Regions from separate parts of the Mus musculus genome. Here region 2 is linked to region 1. Evidence: chromatin contacts called from public HiChIP or PLAC-seq data. All regions are on one chromosome and are shown on one strand. Each heading gives the region's core, a stretch centred on a gene start, on an enhancer-like site or on the middle of the called end of the contact. The rest is flanking DNA. Distances are from core to core; before and after follow the strand shown.

What was found. HiChIP or PLAC-seq counts read pairs in DNA pulled down with a chosen protein or histone mark.
Region 2: a contact with region 1 is called in an H3K27ac HiChIP or PLAC-seq map of embryonic stem cells, with 18 read pairs. The contact joins the enhancer-like site here to the promoter of Rufy2 in region 1. A contact is called at or near these places in 7 of 39 promoter capture datasets (cranial neural crest, embryonic stem cells, hippocampal neurons and 3 more), 2 of 484 Hi-C or Micro-C datasets (the HPC-7 cell line and liver), 2 of 115 datasets of contacts at active chromatin or transcription factors (both in embryonic stem cells) and 1 of 9 other capture datasets (adipose tissue).

Annotation. Positions count from the first base shown.
Region 1 is chr10:62,978,059-62,984,054 of GRCm38.p6, reverse strand. Rufy2 (RUN and FYVE domain-containing 2) reads right to left here and starts at 3,803. Exons shown (of 18, transcript NM_027425.4): 1 at 3,723-3,803; 2 at 1,211-1,384. The coding sequence starts at 3,726.
Region 2 is chr10:63,046,285-63,052,280 of GRCm38.p6, reverse strand. Pbld2 (phenazine biosynthesis-like protein domain containing 2) reads right to left here. Exons shown (of 10, transcript NM_026085.2): 3 at 4,714-4,813; 4 at 4,241-4,339; 5 at 1-80. Among named protein-coding and RNA genes, the nearest start is that of Gm16143, 8.2 kb to the left of the region's middle. Within about 2 kb of position 2,985, at least 14 of the 459 cell types and tissues checked have an H3K27ac peak or open chromatin away from gene starts, as enhancers often do. A contact at or near this core is called in embryonic stem cells and liver, where this site is marked.

The DNA.
Region 1 (5,996 bases), core at 2,554-5,053:
TAAATATGTAAAAACCATGTAATCAGGCCAAGCATGTTGGCTCCCACCTTTGATCTCAGCACCTGGGAGGAAGAGGCAGCCAGGTCTCTGTGAGTTTAAGGCAAGCCTGGTCTATATAGTGAGTTCAAGGCCAGCTATATGAGACCATCTCAAAAAAAGAAAAAAAGAAAGAGTAATCAAGTATGTTTTTCACCAATTATTAGAAGAAAAAACATTCTTTTTTGCAGTGCATAATGGTGCACTAGCCCTGGGGAAGCAGAGGCAGGCAGCAGATCTGTGAGTTCCAGCCCAGCCTTGTCTACAGAGTGAGTCTGAGACAACCAAGGCTGTTTATTACACAGAGAAACCCTCTCTCAAAAAACAAACAGCCGGGCGTGGCGAGGCACGCCTTTAATCCCAGCACTCGGGAGGCAGAGGCAGGCGGATTTCTGAGTTCACGGCCAGCCTGGTCTACAGAGTGAGTTCCAGGACAGTCAGGGCTCTACAGAGAAACCCTGTCTCGAAAAACCAAAAACAAACAAACAAACAAACAAACAAAAAAATTTTTCTGAAGATCATGTACTAGGAATCACAACAGTAATTAATACATTCTCCTGAAATCAACACACCTTAACCTAGACTCCAAAGATCAAAGTGGAGTCTTCCAGCTCGCGTGGCAAGCCATTCCATTGGCCCAACATTCAGATTTAAAATGCAAAATAGGGCTGTCTCAGTTGGCTCAGCGGTTAAGAGCACTGACTGCTCTTCCAGAGGTCCTGAGTTCAATTCCCAGCACCCACATGGTGGCTCACAGCCATCTGTAATGGGATTTGATGCCCTCTTCTGGTGTGTCTGAAGACAGAGACAGTGTACTCATAAGTAAATAAATCTTAAAAAAATAAATAAATAAAACAAAATAAAATGCAAAAATAATGACGGCAACTATGGCCTTAAAACTATTTCTCCGGGGCTGGTGAGATGGCTCAGTGGGTAAGGGCACCTGACTGCTCTTCTGAAGGTCCGAAGTTCAAATCCCAGCAACCACATGGTGGCTCACAACCACCCGTAATGAGATCTGATGCCCTCTTCTGGTGTATCTGAATTCAACTACAGTGTACTTACATATAATAAATAAATAAATCTTTAAAAAAAAAAAAACTATTTCTCCAAGGACATCAAGGGTGAGAAGCAAGGGAGCGGAAGGCCGACTGATTTGGGGGTCTCGTCATACCTTTCAGGCCGTGTTTCAGACAATGTTCCATGACCACGAAGAACTGCTGCAGAGGAGGGTAGTCAGAGTCCAGCGTGCGGCCGAAGCTCAGGGCAGACTCGATGAGCCCTTTGATACTCAGTTTAGCCATGTTTAACAGGTTGGCTCTCTCCACGGCTGTGGGGTCCTTTGTAGCTGAAAAAATGCAAGAAAGCCCAACATCATCCCCAGGACAAGACAACAGTGGCGAATCCACAGATCTGTCCTTCCCCGTGGAAGTCTGCTCTCCCGTGCTTGGCAGCCGGATAGCTCCTCAGGCCAGGTTGCCACAACACGGCCTCTTTCTTCTCTCTCACAAGCCACAGCAAAGCACCATCCACGCCCACTGTGGCCATGCTTATGAACTATCCTCAAGACTCCACACAGAGAATAATAAGCTTTATTTTCTGGCTGGTGAGATTGCTTAGAGAGGATGTGCGGGACGGACCACTTGAGCTCCATCCAGAACCCACAAGCCGGAGAGAATGTCTCTGACCGTCATTTATCAGGCACAGCACATTTGTGTCTACCTACTGCGTGCTCGAGCACACACACGCACGCACACAATCACTAGCCACGGCCCACTGTGCCTACCTACTACACACATCTTAAGGTAAAATGGCTTTCAGTAAAGATAAGCTTGCAAGTACAAGCCACATGTTTGAGGATTTTGCAAATGGTGGGTAGCAGGCATGGTCTAGGTCTAATGATTTCCAAGCAAGAATAAGAGGCTAAAGAAATGGCTCAGTCATTAAGAGCATTTGCTGTTCTTCCAAAAAGCCAAAATTTGGTTCCCAGCATCCACTAAGATGGTTCACACCTACTTGTAACTCTAGCACCAGGTGGCCAAATGCCCTCTTTTGACCTCTGAGGTCAACACACACACACACACATACACACCTTTATTTCAAAATCAGGCAGTGGTGGCTTGCATCTTTAATCCTAGCACTTGAGTTAGAGGCTAGTCTAGTCTACAGAGTGAGGACAGCCAGGCCCACATATTAAAACTGTCTCAAAAAAAAAAAAAATCAAAATACACTAGCAACAAAATAAAAGGTAAAGTTATCAGATTCCAGAATCTCCCAGAACAAACATCACAGGGAAAACAACAACAACAGAAAAAAAAAAAAAAAATCAAAATATTTTGACAAACCCAAGGTAGTCTTCTGTGCCTTTGACCTAAGCAACTAGGAGATTGGTTCCAGGCCGGCCAGGGTTACACAGTAAGACCCTGTCTCGAAAAAAACACAACTCCCAGGTCAAAAGAAAAGAAAAAAAAAAAAAAAAAGGAAAGAAAAAAATTCTAGTACGGGCTGGAAAGAGGTTAATTCCCCATACCTGTGGTAAGCGCTTAACTCCAACTCCAGGGAGACCCGACGCCTCTGGAGGCCCCTACACTCAGGTACACACTCATTAAAAATAAAAATAATTTTTTTTAAACCAGCTGTTCCCCCAACACTCTAAACACTGCCGAGTGGCACAAATATTTTTCTGCGAAGATAGCAAAAGAGATGTGAAAACCAAACCTAACATTTATTAATCTCCAGAGAACTCTGCCATGTAGCTGTTTCTGTAGTCCCAGCGTCTGTGATTCTTGGGTCCAGCCTGGTCTAAACAGAGTGTTCTGAGGCAGCCAATGCTATATAGAGAGACCTGTCTCAAAAACAACCTTCAAGTAAATGACAAACCCAGGTGGTCAGTGCGTTCACAATTTAGTGGCCCACTCAAAACAAAACAAAACAGCTGGGCGTGGTGCGACACACTTTAATTCCAGAATTTGGGAGGCAGAGGCAGGAGGGAATCTCTGAGTTCGAGTCCAGCCTGGTCTACATAGCTAGCTCCTGGACAGCCAGGACTATGCAGTGAGAACCCGTTTCGAATAACAAAACAAGAGTCCCCTTGCTCTGGCACTTGGCTATGGTTTGCATCCCAGCTCTCTTAGGCTGACTTCCTCCGCAATCTGAAACAGCCCGGCTGGGTGATGAAGGATATGGCCACATCTTTTCCTCCACTCTCCGTCGAGGTGTGATTCCCTCCGTCCACCCCCGCTCCCGAAGTGAAACCACCTGACGTTTAATAATCGGCAGAATTCTCTTTTTAAGAGTGTTCATCACAACCTGTAACCTGCACCGGAGGAGCCTAGGACAGCGGCTGTGCAGCAGCGACCGCAGGTGGGGCTCCTCGGCAGTCCCTAGAGGCGGCCCCGCTCCCTCTGCGCCCCCAGCCTGCAAGGGGGCCCCGCGGAGCGCGCTCCTGGCACTACACCGCTCCCCTCCCCAGCCTTCCGCCCTGCATCCGCGTGACTGGGAAGCCATCCCTGTCCCTGGACGCCCTGGTCCCCGCCCGTCCGCCGACCCCAGCCGCCAGGCCCCAGGGCGGGCGGGGCGCAGGGATGCGGGCGGGCGGACGTTGCCATGGAGACCCCGGGAGCCCCCGGTTCCCGGGTGACTGCGTGACCCAAGCGAAGGATGGTGACCCCGGCTGCTGCCCTTACCCATGGCGGCGGTGCGTGCGGGACACGGGCTCGCGGAGCGGGTCAGCAGCTCCCCGCAGGCGCGCGGCGGCCACCGCGTCTGGCCCGGCTCGGCGCTGCCACAGCGCCCCTGGCGGCGGGAGGACGCCACGGCCGCGTGAAGCTGGTCCCCGCCGATCACCCCCACCCCCACCCCAACCCCCATTTGACCAACCCTGACAGCGTCAGAGAAAGAGGCGTGACGGGGACCTGGGGCACAGCGCCAAGGGAGGATGTAGATGCGGGCCTCAAGCTACCTGTCAAGGTTTCATCCTTGCAGGCTGGATGGGTTTAAGGAACACACCGGCCGACTCGGAGCTAGCCGACAGATTTTAGAAAACCTCACACAATTAGCAGAGCCGGCGGCTTGTAATGCCAGCATTTGAGAGATGGGAGTTAGATGGATCCGTAGTTGAAGACCAGGCTCACTTACATAATGGATTTGAAGCTCGCCTAGTCTCAAAGGAAGACACTAAATCCAGCTGCTAACCCCAGCACTCAACAGGAGTGGACGCAGGAGGACTGCTAGGACCTTGAGGTTACTCTGAGCTACCTAACAAGTGCCAGGTCGTCTAAGGATAGCTACAAAACCCCTGTTGCATGTAACAAAATGTGATACTTTGTAAGTGGGTATGGTGGACCTAGAAAATACCAACTCTTAGGAGTTGGAGGAAAGACACAAGACCCCAGTTCCATGTAACAAAATGTGATACTTTGTAAGCGGGTATGGTGGACCTAGAAAATACCAACTCTTAGGAGTTGGAGGAAAGACCTAGAGTGTTTGTTGCTTAAAAAAAAAAAAAAAATCCTTTCCTTAGTGAGGTGTAAACAACGTCTACCAAATGCTTCCAAAATTCTGAGGACACACCAAAAATGATTAACACCGTTCCCGCTGAAGAAGCAGTGAGTTATGGGGGATACTGGGGAGGACTTCGAAATCCCTCTAGGAATGATGACTCCTTCCTGGCTGCAGATAGTCACCCCTCCACTAGCCCCTCCCTTCCTATATGTTAGTTCCTCCCTAAGGCCATTTGCAGTTAGGGTAGAATTGCATACAACAGCTTGCAAGAGAAAGACTGGTTGTTCCTGTGAAGGTCCCATGACCCTCCCTCCCTGCCCTCCTATGAGGGAATTCAAGTCAACTTGCCCAGCTGTGATCTTTTGCAAGCAGATGTAGGCCAGTTTGCTGAAAACAGTGGTAGTTTTGACTCAGTCCTGTACAACACAGTTCAAGATCATTCTCCCAGACATTCGAGATTTCAAGGCCAGCCTGGGTTATACAGGGCTGTCTTTTAAAAAATGCACAGGCACACACACACACATGAATGCTTCCTCCTGCCTTTCAACTTGCCATAGATAAAACTTGCAACAGGCACCTGGGTGTGCTGCCTGTCATATACCTATAACCCCGGGATCCACCCTTCAGGCAAAAGCAAGCAGATCTTGATTCCGGAGCTAATAAACCCATCTCAAAAACTTAAACCACCAAAAGTGGGTAGACAGATGCAAGTCACAATGTTAACTCAACACTCTGGTTTAGAATGTTAAGAGATAGTTGCCTGAATCCAGCTGTCTCGGGACCAACGTCCATTCTGCTGGCAGAGTCAAAACTGAGTTCATGGTCCCAGGCCCCAGACCCAACACTTATTCTGCTTCTTCAGGGGTTTCATGTTTGTCTGTTATCCAGTAAAGGGGGGGTTGCCTTATCTAAAACAAGGCATGCAAGCATTGCTGGGGGTGAACTACCTGACTGCATGCAGCTTGCCCACTCCTTTGTTCCCTTATCATTCTGAATTCCAGACCAGAGTCCAGGGGGAGACCTGACTGCAAATCTGAATCAAGGACCTTGAAACCAGGTGACCCTGATAAGGCCCAGTCACCAATGTTTTAAGTCCTTGCTCAACCCCCTTGTGTTAAAATATGCTGGACAATGCTATGGCCCGGCCCATGCTTTGGGGTTCCATCCTTAAAGATGCTGTACAATTTCTCTTCTGGATCATAGTGAACTCCGAAGTCTGTTCTGTGTCTGTGAGCAATCAGTAGTGGCCTGAGCACTATAAAAACTTGTCATCTGCTAAGATGAACGTTCAAAGGCACAGTCTCCCGAGTCTGTGCTATAGTCTCTGGCCGGCCAGATTTTGCTGCCTAATTCAAATAAAGATCATGCTTTGCTGGGCTCTTGTGTTTCACTTAGGGTTTCATCGCTGCGAAGAGACACCAGGACCAAGCCAGCTTTTCTACAGGCAAGCATTCAGT
Region 2 (5,996 bases), core at 1,736-4,235, 69 kb before region 1:
CAGGACGATCCCATCTTCTTCTCTTCTGGCCTTTAGCTCCCCGCTCATTGTGACAAAGGTCAGGGTGCTGTTCGTGTTCTCTGGACAGAGGAGGGGTCAAAGGTCAGGAAAATAAGTGTGATTGTGTTTTCTGGGGATTCATTGCTGTTTGTGTTTGGTGGTGGTGGTGGTGGTCATATAGTATAGTGTGTGTGTGTGTGTGTGTGTGTGTTACTGTGGAATGAACCCAGAGAGTCACACATGCAAGTTCCTCCCACTAAGCTATCTCCCCAGTTATCCTAGGTCTTTTTCATCTTTGACTGATGTCTCTCTGGCCAGTGGGGCTGGCCTTGAATCCTCGCTGTGGCCCAGAAAGGCTGTGAAGTTTTAATCCTCTCTCCTCAGCCTCCTGAACAACTGGACAACTTCACCAGCTAAACTTGTCTTCATTCTTCTTCTGTACCCCACACACAAAATCATTTTCTCATCCTGATCAGGTTTTATGACCAGAAAGAAAAGTGTCTCCCTAATACTTGGTCCTCAGCTAGTTGTACTGTTTTGGGGAGAGACATAGTTAACTGGGTCACAGGTGAAAGGGCTCACATGGGGGATTTTAAGAGGGACACTAAGACAGATTGTTCAGGAATTAGGAGTTGATTCTAAAGAATTGTTACCTTTTAGAGTTTGGGGGTGGTTTTATAGTAAAAGCCTTCCCAGGAAGGAGACAGGAAGTCTGCTACTTAAGGACTCACAATGACTCAGTAAGGTGCCTGTCAGTGTCTTGGGAGGAAAAGGACTTCTGCCCGTACTGTGGTCTGAGCAGTGGCTACGGTTCTAACATGACATCCTTACAAAGGGCCACGGGCCTCGGAGGGTTATAACGTGGCCAGCATCTGAGCCAAGGTTGTTGCTTCCTCTCTAAGTTCCGTGTTACTAGTGCAAGCTCTTAAAATCATGGTCCATGCCACCATGGCCACTGTGATGGTCCGTATCCCCTGTACCATGAGCCAAAACTTGCTTCTGTCAGATATTTTATTGCAGCAACAGAGAGGAAATTAATATACCAGATAACATGGTTGAGAGGGCTTGGCTAACTCACAACTGCATCTCCTGCCAGGCACAGACTCCCTCAAGAACCTAAGGACAGTTGAGTCTGTAGAAGACACTACTGGGTCTCCTCCCGCCATAGCCCTACCTCCACCTCTAGCTCCTTGCACCAGCTTTGTCTTATTCTTCACCTCTAGGTCCATGTCTAGCATCTACCTTCCTCAATGGTGAGTCACAACCTCTCTCGTAACTGAATGGAGATGTTGCAAACAATGTGTCAATAATACAGGGCCTCTGAACACCCAGCAATCAAAACTTAATTCAAAATCGTATGTGTAGTGAATAAAAAGCATTTCTGGCTGTGCTCACTTATGTTGTGGCATGGCATCACGGCCAACTTGTGACAAGCACACTTTCATCCCGCATGCCTCTGCTCCTCACACCAATGAAACACGTAGGCTAGATCTGAGACTATGGCAGATTATAAATTGCACCATTTCTACTACACATACCATGTGTTTCTCTTACAGAAACATAAGTTTAATTACCGAGAGCAAAGATGTTTCATATTTTTCAGTGGTCATTTGTCAGCATATAAGTATCAATTCAGTATCTCTTTGAATTTATATTACAATGTTTGATTTTATTTTCTATTTTCAGAAAAACAAGCAAACAAACAAACATTATGCTGGGCAGTGGTGGCGCATGCCTTTAATCCCAGCACTTGGGAGGCAGAGGCAGGCGGATTTCTGAGTTCGAGGCCAGCCTGGTCTACAGAGTGAGTTCCAGGGCAGCCAGGGCTACACAGAAAAACCAAAATAAATAAATAAATAAATAAATAAATAAATAAATAAATAAATATGTGTGAGTGTTTTGCCTGCATGTATGTCTGTGCACCACATGTGCACATTGCCCCCAGCAGCCATAAATTTCCTGGGTTACAAAGGATTTGTGAACCACCATATGGTTTCTGGGAATTGAACTCAGGACCTCTGGAAGAGCAGCCGGTGCTCTTAACCACTGAGCCACCTCTCCAGCCCCTAAAATGTTTGACTTTTAAAATTACTCTTTGAGTTTTAGCTACATGACTCGGCGGCTAAGGGCACCTTCTGACAAGACAAATATGTGGAGTTCAGCACCTCAGTCCACATAATGGAAGGAGAGATCAGACTCCTGAAAATGATGCTCTGAGCTCTACATGTACACTGTGGTATTTGTTTGTGCATACATAAACATTGATTAATTAATTAATTAATTAAAATATAATAAAAATTGTTTCAGGACTCTAAAGCCCTTTTCTGTTCTCTACAGGCATGGCCCATACATGATATACAGATAAACATGCAGGCAAAACCACTTATACTCATAAAAATAAATGGAAAAATTGGCAGGCTCCTAAGAAGGAAGGTCCAGGGCATCAGAGATAAAGAAGATAGAACATTAGTCTTGCATAAGCTATGTCCTATGCCAAGCAAGCTTAATTAAAAAGTATATAACCTTATATACTAGTTCAAGAGGTAGGGGATAGGACAAAGTCAACGGAAACTGTCATACAATGGGGTGAAGTCATCGGGGAGCTAAAGAGACATAGGGTGAACATGGGTTCTCTCCAGAGCATCAGAGACAGAGCACACAGTAACCTAGGGATTGACAACTGTAGCCTGTACAGTGGGAAGAGTTGGGTCCTTGGGATCTGAAGCCACAGCTCCCCCAAGGCCCTTACCAGCTCCAGGCTATTACCAGCTCTGCCAACCATATTCCAGGTTTTAGAGAAGGAGCTGTGTTCTATATAGCAGAGGCTCCACATATCAGAGCCTCAGGGAGAGCCTTAGATCAGTCTAGCCTTCAACAACAACAGCAGCAGCAGCAAAAGCAATTGTTTTTAGTTGCTGTTTGAGGAGCTGGGTGTGGTGGCTCACAGCTACAACCGAAGCACCAGGAGACAGAGGTCAGAAGACTGAAAGTCTAAGTCCCTCCCACCAGGCCCAAGTACCAAGTTCCAGGCCAAACAGAGTTAGGTAGGAAGAGCCTGTTTTTTTTTTTTTTTTTTTTTTTGAGACAGGGTTTCTCTGTACAGCCCTGGCTGTCCTGGAACTCACTTTGTAGACCAGGCTGGCCTCGAACTCAGAAATCCACCTGCCTCTGCCTCCCGAGTGCTGGGATTAAAGGCGTGCGCCACCACGCCCGGCTGTTTTGTTTTTTTAAAACAGAGGATATGGCTCAGTTGGTAGAATGCTTGCCTAACATTCATGGAGCTGGGGTTCAATCCCCAGCTCTGCATAAAAGGTTTGCATTATGGAAAGCCTGTAATACCAAGACTTGGGCGAGGAAAGGAACTAAGAGCAGAGTTCAAGGTCAGCCTGGAATAAGAGACCCAGTCTCAAAAAAAAAGTATGACTTTAAGATCTACTAAAGGCTAGGTAGCAGATGCCTATCTAACCAGCCACTTCTGCTGTTGCTAATGGTACAAGGAAACTTCCTCATGCCTGAGTTGACTGCATAGTCTGTTATGTTCTGTGTTTTGCTGTTCCTGGAAGCCAATCACAATCTTCATTTTCCAGACATTACACTATATGCCAAGTCCATTCTGGCCATGCAAATCCCTCTGCCACATGTAAATAAATGAAGTTATTAAAAGAAATTCATGGGACTAAGCCATGGTGGTACATGCTATAATTGTAATACAAGGAGCCTGAATTTTAAGGCCACCATCATCTACATAGGAAACTCAATGCCAGCCTCAGCTAAATGAAACCCTATCACAAAGCAAACAAACAGCCGGGGCCTAGCAAACACATAAGTAGATGCTCACAGTCAGCTATTGGATGGATCACAGGGCCCCCAATGGAGGAGCTAGAGAAAGTACCCAAGGAGCTAAAGGGATCTGAAACCCTGTAGGTGCAACAACATTATGAACTAGCCAGTACCCCGGAGCTCTTGACTCTAGCTGCATATGTATCAAAAGATGGCCTAGTCGGCCATCACTGGAAAGAGAGGCCCATTAAACACGCAAACTTTATATGCCCCAGTACAGGGGACCGCCAGGGCCAAAAAGTGGGAGTTGGTGGGTAGGGGAGTGGGGGGGAGGGTATGGGGGACTTTTGGGATAGCTTTGGAAATGTAATTGAGGAAAATACGTAATAAAAAAATATATAATAAAAAAAGCAAACAAACAAACAACAATAAATAAACAAATAAGCAAAGTCCACCTTACTTCTTTTTTGAAACAGCACAGCTGCAGAAGCCAGCGTGGCGTGGCCACACAAGGGGAACTCGGCCTCTGGGGTAAACCACCTCAGCCCAAAACGGGAACCTTACAAGGAGAAAAGGTTAAAGAAAAGCAAGGTCAAACCACACAGTCAGGTTAGAACACTTCAGCATCTTCTCCCCTAAATCATTAGTGTGGCTAACAGGGAAAACCTTCCTTAGAGGCGTGAGCACGAGATAGAGAAGCATTCTGCTCCCTCCTGGGAGAGGTCCCAAGGAGCTTGGTCCCCGGGATCCAACATGGCAGAAGAGACCCAACTCTTACAAGCTGTCCTCCAACTTCACACACACACACACACACACACACACACACACACACACACACACACACACTGTGGCATGTGCACAGGCATACACACACACAAATGCATACACACACACAAATAAATGTAAGACAAAAACCTTAAATGTATAATTTACTTTGTGTGAAGTCATCAGTTGGTTGCAGTTTGCGGACAAAAGCGGTTTCAGAGAGGTTCATTTCCCTTGCAATGTCCTGATGAGCATCTTCATCCAATGTCTTAAATAGAAAAAAAAAAAAGTTATTGAGAATCTGGAACACAGATCTGACTTAACATAGCAGCTTATCGGCATCAAAAGTCAAATGCTTAGACTAGGTATAATGGTGCACATGTGTTGAGGGGGGGTTATATATTTATTTGTGGTAATTTGAATGTAATTTGTCCCCATAGGCCCATAGGGAGTGAGTGGTACTATTATGAGGTGTGGCCTTGTTGGAGGAAGTGTGTCACTGTGAGGGTGGGCTTTGTGATTTCTTATGCTCAAGCCTGCCCACTGTGATACTCAGTCTTCTGCTGCCTTTGGATCTAGATGTAGAACTCTCAGTTCCTTCTCCCACACCATGTCTGCCTGCATGCCGCCATGTCCTGCCATGATGATAATGGACTAAACCTCTGAAACTGTAAGCCAGCCCCAATTACATGTTTTCCTTATAAAGGGTGTTGTGGCCATGGTGTCTCTTCACAGCAATAGAAACCCTAAGACAATGCTTAAAAGGAAATTCAAGTTACATGGTAAAGAATTAAAGATTCAGCCAGGCAATGGTGGCGCACGCCTTTAATCCCAGCACTTGGGAGGCAGAGACAGGTGGATTTCTGAGTTTGAGGCCAGCCTGGTCTACAGAATGAGTTCCAGGACAGCCAGGGTTACACCGAAAAAAAACACTCACTCACTCTCTCTCTCTCTCTCTCTCTCTCTCTCTCTCTCTCTCTTTGTTTATTTTCTTGTTTGTTATTTTTTCTTTTTAGATTTTTGCATTTTCTTTTTTTTTTTTTTCTTTTCTTTTCTTTTTTTTTTTTTTTTTTTCAAGACAGGGTTTCTCTGTGTAGCCTTGGCTGTCCTGGAGCTCACTTTGTAGACCAGGCTGGTCCTCGAACTCAGAAATCCACCTGCCTCTGCCTCCCGAGTGCTGAGATTAAAGGTGTGCGCCACCACTCATTGTTTTTTGTTTGTTTTTTTTTTTTGGTTTTTTTGGTTTTGCACTTTCTGATTATCCCGTGAGTTGCACTAGAGTTGCATACAGGAACATGAATGATGGTTGCTTACAGTGTCACAAGCAGTTCAACACCTATACCACTGAAGAAAATGTCTCCCTCCCACTAAGTGCCTATAAATCCATGGAGATGATCAAGGCCTCGTGAAGCACGGTTCTGAAACTCATTCTTCATCCTGTCTCTGTTCCT